Regions from separate parts of the Mus musculus genome. Here region 1 is linked to region 2. Evidence: chromatin contacts called from public Hi-C data. All regions are on one chromosome and are shown on one strand. The core of a region is the stretch at or near the end of the contact, and the rest is flanking DNA. Distances in the headings are between cores, read along the strand shown. Region 1 overlaps Lyrm4 (LYR motif containing 4). Region 2 holds the start of Ppp1r3g (protein phosphatase 1, regulatory subunit 3G).

Region 1 (5,267 bases), core at 927-3,426, 48 kb after region 2:
CATTTATATAAAGTAGCCTGACTCAGGAGTTTAGTTGCATTATTTAAAATGCTGACTAATACATGACTCCTTAGACTTCTGAATGGTCTCTGCTCTTGTCAATGACTAATCTTTTTGATTTCTTGTTTGTCTACTCTGGTCATAAAAACAAAACCATGGCATAGACAGTCCTTTATGGATTTTTTTCATACAGCATTATGATTTCAAAAGTCATCTTAATTACTCTTTTCTAATACCCATTAATACATTATTATATAAAAACTGATGTTAATACTATTTTTACTAATTTAGTATTTAGTTATCTGAAGGAATGATGATTCTAAAATACATTATTTCTAAACTGCCACAAATTACATAGTATTTTGTGAAGGTTATATACTATATAAGGAACCTACTGTGCTCCCCACTCTACTTTGGAGAAAATGCCAACATGTGATAGAAAGCAAGCCCATGCAAGATACGACCAGAGGCTTTAAGATGCAGATGAAGGACAAAAATGAAAAACAAAACAAACATAAGCAAACAACAGTTCCGATTTAAGAGTAAGGAGATTCTGGGGTAGCACATAGGAACACGTGCTAGCGGGGTCCGAGGAAAGCTGAAAGCTGGAGCACCCTTCCTTCGGACCTCCATGTCCTGCTCTCCACACTCATGCTAGGACTCTAAAATGGTATAGTCGCATGATGAAGTGGTATAATCAGATGAAGGTTCTCAAAAGAACAGCTCAATGCTGAATGTCTACTACAGTCCAGACATTGAAATTAGGCACTTTAATTGTGGACATTAATGTCTTTTTAAAATTTAACAAGAGAAGATAACTATTAACATTTGTATTATATATATGTATATCTACATATTCTTTTGCATTAGTTATTTTTCTGTTGCTGTGATGAAATACCATGACCCAAAGCAACTTAAGAGTTTATTTTGGCTTAGAGTTCTAGAAGGGAGTCCACAATGGTGAGGACGGCATGACAGCAGCTGGCCAGAGCAGGAATCTGACTGATTCACACTTTAACTGCACAGAAAACAGGAAGAGAAGAAGAAATGGGTGCAGTGGGTAGGGGATAATAAGCCCCAAAGTTGCTCACTCCCAGTGAGATATTCCAGCAAGTCTACCTCCTAAAAATAACATAACACCACCGTGTTCTAATTTAGAACCTATGGAAGATATTTCTCATTCAAACACCAGACCATTCACATACCAAGGGCACCTTGGCTGGCTCTGCTGGCTTCTAAGAACATGTCAGTGCAGGTGTCTCTTTAAGGTGCTGATTTCACTGATTCTGGGTCTGAAGCTACAGAGGCATAGCTCAGCCATGCAGTGAACTGGTTTCTAGTTGGTGGAGGAACTTCATATTCTTTCTATAGGCTGTCCTACTCACGTTTCTACAAGGCAATGCTTGGGAGATCTTTCTCTGCACCAGGGTCAGCATTTGTTTGTCTCCTTGGTAATAACAACTCTAATTGGGAATGAGGTAGTATCTTGCTGTGGTTTCCAACTGCAGTTTTCTCATGACTTCCCATGTTGAGCATTTTTTCATATACTTGTTGGCCAATTGTATATACATGGCAGGACACCATTAATCCATAAAAAGAATGATATTCTGTCCTACAACATGTGTGGGACTAGCGACCTGTGGAGACCAGCTAACTAAACCCAACTAGTCACAGACAGAAAAATACCATGTATTTCCATTTACATGTTCAGGCTAAGAGTTGATCTTGTGGGAGTAGAGAGTAGAACATGGCATGTATCAGAGTCGAAAGATGGTAGGAGTAGGTAGAGAGGGGCTGGGTAATGGTTATGGACATACACCTTGATAGGAGGACTGAGTTCTAGTGTTTTATCACACAGCAGAATCACCATAGTTTATAACAATGTATCTCAAAAATATGCAGGAGGCTGAATGTTCCTAACACAAAGCTTATTTTGATTGTTACACACCACGTACACATATCAAAGTATCACATGGTATCCTGCAAACATGCATCATTATTTATCAATTAAAACCAAAACCTCTCTGTTGGAGGGACAGGAAGACAAAGAGTTAAAGAGGCAGCTGTAGATGACGACAGCAGGTGACACAGAGAGTTAGCCAGATAGGCCTGCTATCCCAGCACACATGCCCTTCCCAGACACCACACTGCACTTTCACCTCATTTAATGGAGAAACAGAGTCAAAGTTCAAACCCTTTCCTCATCAAAAGTACAGGAAATGCACAGATTCTAAAATGCTGACCAAGACAAGGCAGGTCCTACCCATGACACAAGTCATGACAGGACAGGACAGGACACTGCATTTACAAAGACAACGGCTGGAGCAGAAGACTTAGGAGGATTAGGTAAAGGCATATCTTTGGCTGGTTTTAAGATTTTTGTATTGACTGACATTTTAATGATAATCCCAGTTAATAGTACACATTTTTTTTAAAGGCTTTGCTGACACTTGGTAGGATTTACAACATACTATCTGGATGACAAGAGGTTTGCACATATATCACAAATATCCCCAAAGCATGTAGGTGTTAGTAGGCTATATAGGGTTAGACCAACAAGGATGTGGGCTGCTGGCTTTAGAGATAAGAATGATTTCATGTTTTATAGATATTTATATTTTCTGGCTGGTAACCCCACACCCTGAGCCTCAAACTAGGTTCAGAGAAGCTAGGTCGCTTCTTGTGTACATAAAGGCTAGCTTCTCCTAGCTGGTTGCTCCTGGGATTCTAGTTCACTCACCTAAGGTCTGGTGAATGTAACATACAGTTCAGGCTGAGTAATGTGACAGATTCTCTGTGTGCCTTACCATAAGTAACAATGAAAGAGTGATACGGTACACTGAAGATGCAGACCCTTCTTGTACTACACTGGGTCCTGGCAGGAAAGCTTTCCTTGTGCTGCTTTTCACGTCACATAGAGCTAGCTCCCTACATTAAAAGCTCATCAGCATGCTGTAAAAATAGCCAGTTTTATATTCAATGTCATTTTGGTCTTCACAGGAAATCATATCCAGAGCCTCCATGTGTGATAGAAACTCTTTTGTTTATGATATGTTGGACTTTTAATCTTACATTTCACGTATGAAAGCCTACACTTTATAAAATTATGGGCACTTATACATGTGAGCAGATACAATGCCAGTGACACTGCGCTGCCTCCTGGGAATGCAGAGCGAGAGGCAGGAGGGTGACGTGGCTCAGGTCCCCATGGTTATGTATCTTCTGTTAAAAGGCGATCGCATGAACAGTAGCGTGCACAGCTGTCAGGGATGGAGTTTTGGTTTTCTCTGCCACTTCACTTGCCCCTTGACTTTGGGCGAATCATGTTCCTCGTCTGTAGAATGCCAGGTGATAGTTTCAAATGTCCCCGCTGACCACAAAAGCCACTCTAAGCATATAAAGTGCCATCAAGAAAACATCTCAAGTAGCCTAGGCAAGAGCCCCCAGGACAGGGTTTCTTCTTTTGCAGGCTCTCACACCCACAGTGACTAGCTGCACAACAGAACCTCATTCTGTGAAAGTGTTTACTGACAGGAGACATGAGAGGCCCCAGGATTTTACAGAGCAGGGAACTGAAATTTCAGAACAGCTAAGGATGGCCAAAATCTCTGCAGACTGGAGGAATTTTAGAGACCATGAAGGCATTAGAGGAGTTGGGGGCAGGGAGTGTCTTATAATTTGAGGTAAGGTTTTCCAAACTTTCCAGCCCTCCAACTGGAATTGCACACTGTACTACCACTGGGGCAAATGTTTAACTATAGACAGGATAATGACCAGAGCTCAGCCTTTCTTTCTTCCACACTGGAGATGGAACTCAAAGCCCTGAGCTTGACTGACAGGCATGTGACCTACCACTGTGCTCCACAGCCCACTCTCTTTTCCAATCACATTTATCTATTTTATGTGTGTGCATGTACATGTGTGCTATGAAGCATGCATAGAGGTCAAGAGACAATTTGCCCAAGTTGTCCCTTTCTGTTATCCTGTGAATTCCAGGCATCCATCTTAGGTTTTCAGGCTTGCTGGTAAGTGCCTTTACCATGAGTTTCATGGTGGGTCCCAGTCTTTCTCTTTTCAGGATGAAGAAGGTCAGACCAACAGAGCCTTGGACCTTGTCTGACTGCAAACTGGAGGGGGATTTGGAACAAAAGCTGGCCCACTGGCCCAACCAATCACCCACTGAAAATGGGTTTGAGGCCACCAAGGGCCTCTGGCATATTCTGTGAGGTTATCTGTGTGTGCAAGGAACCTACAGTAATGTGCAAAACAAACCTTGTCGGTGGTTGTTTCCAAGGACAGACTTGTGCCCTGAATGTCCCTCTTCCAGTGTGACTTAAATCTTCATGGAGACACTATTACTGTGCCTGGAAGGTTCTGTGACTCTGACCCTTACACCCCAACGACAGCAGAAGAAATATTGCACGGCACTAGAAGTAATGTGACTTCTGCCTGGCTCATTCTTAGAATTCTAGACCTGGGAAGCTGCCATGCTATGAGGAATCCCAGGCTACAGGGAGAGCTCCCACTTGTGGTCTGGCTGAAATCCCTGGCCTGGCCCCCAGCTGCCAGCCAGCACCAGTTGTCTGACAATTGAATAAGAGGACTTGGGGCTCAGCTTTTGGGTCCCTGATCATTGTATTTGTATTTCAGCCATGTTTGGATTTCTGACCTGGAGAAGTAGAGTATGGTATAAAATGAAGATTCTTACTGCAATCCACCATCAGACAGGTTGTTTATTATACAACAATAATGGGTATTCACGATCCTTGAGATAAGAGTCTACCTTACATTTGTTATTTTAACTTCTACTACTCTTCCATTCCACACTTTCTTCAACTGTTTATGGAGAAAATAAAAAGCCACGTTTAAACGTTTTCTCCTTTAAATTTGAAAAATAACATTCTTTGTATCAAAAGATAGTGTTACACCTCTTTGGGACTATAGCCACACCCAGATTTTAAGGGTATACTACACAATAGCAGTTCAGTCATCTTCTGTTTTACACAGTCTTTATTCACTATAGAGTCCCTAGGCATCTTGCCCTCCCCAGCCCCCATATCTCACAGTCTGCAGGTCAGTGCTATCTTCTACAGCACCCCCTGATCCTGTTCTGCATGGTTCACCATGGTCTACTCATTCTAGGTATTTCCTGCTCAGCATTTCATGGACCTCCAAGGAGCTGAGATGCCCCACGCATTGTTTCAGGGCAGAAAAGACCAGCATGTTCCCACTTCATGTTCACACTGACAGACTTCAAGAGACTCAAA
Region 2 (4,856 bases), core at 2,100-4,599:
AACTACAGTTTCTACTGAAGGTGTAACTTTCACATCATCATGAACTAAAAAAACAAACAAACAAACAAACAAAAAAAAAAACCCCAAAAACACCAAGAGTTGAACCATCTCTGTGTCAGAGACAATGTGTTTAAAGTCTGGGCTACCTGTCCCTGTCCCTGTCCCAGAGAGACAACTGACAGAAATGTCCTGTGTCCCACCAGCTCTGCCAGAGGACAGATGTGCAGTTCAAGTCAGAGACTGACTGTGCCTTCCAGAGTATCCCCAAGTCCTCTTGATGGCTGAGTGAGGTGCTCCCGTCCTCTGCTCCTAAGGTCTGTCCTTGGTTTCTGGGGAACAGACCAGAAACCTCCCATAGACCCTGCTTATCTCCATTTGCTCCACAGGTCCCTCCTGCTTCTGCTTCTCAGAGTTGCTCAAAGCTCAGTCCAGACTTCCTGAGCTGTAGACCTGCAGTAGTATGAGAAAGCACCCGAAGTTCCAGACTCACTTACTTCACAAAGCACAAAATTTGGAGGCCAGGTATCTAAGCAACATACTAGTCTCCCACCAGCTTTGCTGTAGATAACACCCCTGATGTGTGGGTCGTGATGATGATGATGGTTGCCTAGGCTATTTTTGGGGGGGATAGAAGGCCACTTTTGTTGAAACCACTGACTTTTTAACAGGGGATTATTTGATGGACCATTTCTAGATATCACAGGACCAAAGTCTCCATTCTTGGATCAGGCTGATATTTCCTGAACATGTGTGTGTCCTGTGAGGATCAGATGCGTATTGTGTCACCTCCAGGAGCCTTCCCCCAAATCTTTAATCACTCTGGTATATCCATTTCCACGCCCCACCCTGTCCTTTGGGATGTGGATCTGAGACCTGGCCAAACTCTGAATACACTCTATTTTGCAAAACTTCATTTTAGTAACCAGCATCCTGCACCAGGGCAAAGGGTCCTGGTTATGTAGCAGGTACATTTCTGTCCCTAGTTGCTGATATGGACCTCCTAGGACTCAGCTCTAAGTGAAGGGGAATTATGTGTTTGTTATTTTGTTACAATCAAATATATTATAATATATATAATATATCAAAATTATGTAATATATTATATAACATATTAAATTTTATACACACACACACACACACACACACATATATATATATTATCTGAGTGACTAATGAGGCTACTTAAACTGGGAGTCCTAGTGTCTTAGTTAGGGTTGTACTGCTGTGAAGAGACACCATGACCAAGGCAACCCTAATAAGGACAACATTTAGTTGGGGCTGGTGTACAGGTTCAGAGGGTCATTTCATTATCATCAAAATAGGAGCATGGCAGCATCCAGGCAGGCATGGTGCAGGAGGAGATGAGAGTTCTATATCTTTATCTGAAGGCTGCTAGAAGATTGGCCCCCACATGGTTAGGAGGAGGGTCTCAATACCCACCCCACAGTGACACACTTCCTCCAACATGGCCACACCTCCTAAGAGAGCCACTCCCTGGGCCAAGCTTATTCAAACCACCACACCTTGGCAGCCAGATTAGCTGGTTACCAGAAAGAACCAGTGAATGGACACCAACCTCCATTCACAGGGGAGGCTGGAGCCTGAGTTCCAAAACTTTTGCAAGGATTGTCGCACATTTTCACTTTATGCATGAACTCTGCCTTGTGCCTCTTCTGTTTGGCTCTTCCTAGTTGTATCTTACACAATAAGCCATGTGTTATTAAGGGTTTCTTCGATTCTGTAAGCCACTCTAGTGAGTTACCAACTGCCACACCTCAGCAGAACATCTGTATTTTCCAGTTGACCAAATAGTGTGGAAACCTGAGCACCTTATTTGCATATTTGCATCTGGTTTATGGTGAGTTTTTCAGCCTTTAACTTGTGGCTCTGACACCATCTTCAGGTAGAACAGTGTCAGAATGGAACTGTTGGATACTCACCTGGGAATCAAAACATTGGCAGTAGACAAGGTACTGTCTGGGTGTGAGAATCTGTCCAAGTGAGGGAGACAATTCACTCCAACCTCAAAATCTCTTTGAAGTTCCTAGTTCATTTTTAAACTAGTCTGAGGCTGGGCAGGGGTGGTGTGCGCCTTTAATCTCAGGCAGAGGCAGGCAGATCTCTGTGAGTTTGAGGCCAGCATGGACTACAGAGTGAATTCCAAGATAGCCAGCCCTATACACAGAAAAACCCTGTCTCAAAAAATCAAAGAAACAAACTAGTTTGTGAACATTATACTTATTATCACAATATATCAATGTCTATCTACACGTTAAAAAAAAAGTGTCCTGTGCTGTAGATTTTGTAGATGCTGGAGGTGGGGGCACTCTAGGTAGATCTGGATTGGGAGTCCCATACTGTCAGATTCAGTATGTAGATATGGACACTGTACTGGACACTTAATGACTAGAAAGTCCCAGCCAAGGGACTGAGGGGCCTGTTCCTAAAAATTCCTCTCTAGCTCAGGGTCTTTGGCCATAAAAATAATTTTCCAACTTCCTGGGGTCAAACCTGACCTTAGCTCAGCTCTGGGACCTGAACAGATGTTCCCATCCTTTGTGTGCTACATTGAGTTGGAGTGATGAAGTTTTGTGCACATAAGATCACATGGGAGGGGCCCTCAGCCTTGGGGAGGGATGAGCAGCCTGTGAGTCCTCAATAGATACTAAAATCAGTAACTATTGATGACTCCTTAAATTCTGCTATACCGTGCCCAGTTTAAAAGCCTGGGAAAATTAGCTTTGCTTTTTGTTCCTTGATTTGTGGACCAATATTTCTAAAACCCCAATTTTTTTGTGTAAGTAAGTATACACACAGCCATGGTGAGGCAGTTAGTCACTCCTAAACGGTGGTCCCCAGAGCCTGTCCTCAGCATCTCCCTGTTAGAAATTCTCTCAGAACTGCCTGGGACACCCTGAATCAGATATGAGGGGTGGGGTGGGGGAATGGGAGGTGGGCATGACATTTGGTGATGAAGTTATCAGTTGAAGCTTGATCAAGGCAAAGTTAGCTGGAAGGCAAAGGCACAATACAACACTTAAGGAAGTATCCAGTGCCAGGATATAGTGAGATGTTCTTCCATTAGTCTTCTGGCAATTGGGTTTTGACCGGCAACCCCCAGAAGGCCTGACTGAGCCTTAGAGGGTCTGGGATCCTTGCGGAGGAGAGGTGGCAGTTGCAGGCCAGGCGCAGGCTAAGCGAGAGGGGGGAATGAATGCCTTCAAGTCTGAAGGAAGGCGCTTAGCCATGGAGGGAGGTGCCAGCCCTCTTCTTTGAGGACAGGGGGGTGGGGGTGGGGCGGGAGGACCTTGACGTGCTCTAGTGCTAGGCGCCAATGGCCACCGGGTGCTCTTGTCTGCCTGCCTAGTGAGCTCCCGGTGGGTTCCTGCTCTGTCCCCTGCTCAAGCGCAGCAGCAAGGTCACCAGGTAAGTAGGTGGAAGCTGTAGCTTCGGCCTTCCAGCTTTTAGAACCACTGAGGGGCACAACTACACAGATGCGACCTGGGACTCGAGCGGTTTCGGGGATACAGGATGAAAGGGAAGGGATGCACTTCGCTCGATTGCTTGCCTTAATGACATTCTTGTATCGCGGATTCCCTAGGCCAGTGACAGCCAGGACGTCTCCTCCGGAAGAATAACTTCACAGGCTGGAAAACTTTGTCTAGTTCTGAAAGTTGAGAGCTACCCCAGAGGATACAGACGCGCATAGCAGCCGCGGGGTGGATCAAAGCTATCGGCTAGCCTACGACCTTCAGAAATCCTAGTCTCCACTACGGACGTAGCTCTCAGGTGTTCTGGCTGTCGCGCCTCCCTGTCTTGGCCCTCCCCTTGGGAGCTAGCCGCAGGCCAGCATCCTCCTCCCTCTTGGTCCCGGGCAGCAGCAGCTAAAAGCTGGAGGTTCCAGGCCGAATCCGCTTTCTGCCAGGGTAGGCAAGCCCAGCCGACACTATGCGCTCCTTCTGCTGCGGGAGTAGATAAAAGTTTCCAGAGGACTCTCCGCGGTTCCCGCAGGACGAAACCCGGGGCCGGATCGGACACTGTCATGGATCCCTCGGGAGAACAGCTACACAGATCCGAGGCGTCCAGCTCTACGTCTTCCGGAGACCCTCAATCCGCGGAGGAACTGTCGGTCCCCGAGGTCCTTTGCGTGGAGAGTGGCACCTCTGAGACCCCGATCCCTGATGCTCAGCTCCAGGACCGGCCCCTGTCGCCGCAGAAAGGGGCAGCTCTCCCGGAACAGGAGGAGCTACAGGAATATCGCCGCTCTCGTGCGCGCTCCTTCTCTTTGCCCGCAGACCCCATCCTGCAGGCGGCCAAGCTCCTGCAGCAGAGGCAGCAGGCGGGACAGCCCAGCTCAGAGGGTGGCGCGCCGGCTGGGGACTGCTGCTCCAAGTGTAAGAAGCGCGTGCAGTTCGCCGACTCCCTGGGACTGAGCCTGGCCAGCGTGAAGCACTTCAGCGAGGCCGAGGAGCCTCAGGTGCCCCCGGCCGTACTTTCCCGTCTCCACAGCTTCCCGCTGCGCGCCGAGGACCTGCAGCAGCTCGGGGGGCTGCTGGCAGTGGCAACGATGCCTGATCCTCTCTTGGTACCCTGCGCCCGGCTCCGACCCCACTTCCAGCTCCCGGAGCTGCGCGCTGCGGAGGAGCGTCTGCGGCGACAGCGAGTGTGCCTGGAGCGTGTGCAGTGCTCCCAGCCGCCCCGCGCCGAGGTGACCGGCTCTGGCCGAGTGATCAGTTGCCCCGGACCCAGGGCAGTGGCGGTGCGCTACACTTTCACGGAGTGGCGTACCTTTCTGGACGTGCCTGCTGAGCTGGACCCGGAGTCAGTGGAGCCCCTGCCTCCATTGCAGTCAGGGG

Evidence for each region. Hi-C and Micro-C count contacts between places; a contact is called where the count stands out from the background.
Region 1: a contact with region 2 is called in a Hi-C map of liver, with 3 times the contacts expected there. The contact joins the enhancer-like site here to the promoter of Ppp1r3g in region 2. A contact is called at or near these places in 5 of 484 Hi-C or Micro-C datasets (all in liver), 1 of 115 datasets of contacts at active chromatin or transcription factors (hepatocytes) and 1 of 9 other capture datasets (adipose tissue).

What each region holds. Positions count from the first base shown.
Region 1 is chr13:36,013,690-36,018,956 of GRCm38.p6, forward strand. The region is part of intron 2 of Lyrm4 (LYR motif containing 4); the gene reads right to left. Among named protein-coding and RNA genes, the nearest start is that of Ppp1r3g, 48 kb to the left of the region's middle. Within about 2 kb of position 2,177, at least 8 of the 459 cell types and tissues checked have an H3K27ac peak or open chromatin away from gene starts, as enhancers often do. A contact at or near this core is called in hepatocytes and liver, where this site is marked.
Region 2 is chr13:35,964,557-35,969,412 of GRCm38.p6, forward strand. Ppp1r3g (protein phosphatase 1, regulatory subunit 3G) reads left to right here and starts at 3,350. Exons shown (of 2, transcript NM_029628.1): 1 at 3,350-3,426; 2 at 3,602-4,856. The coding sequence starts at 4,043.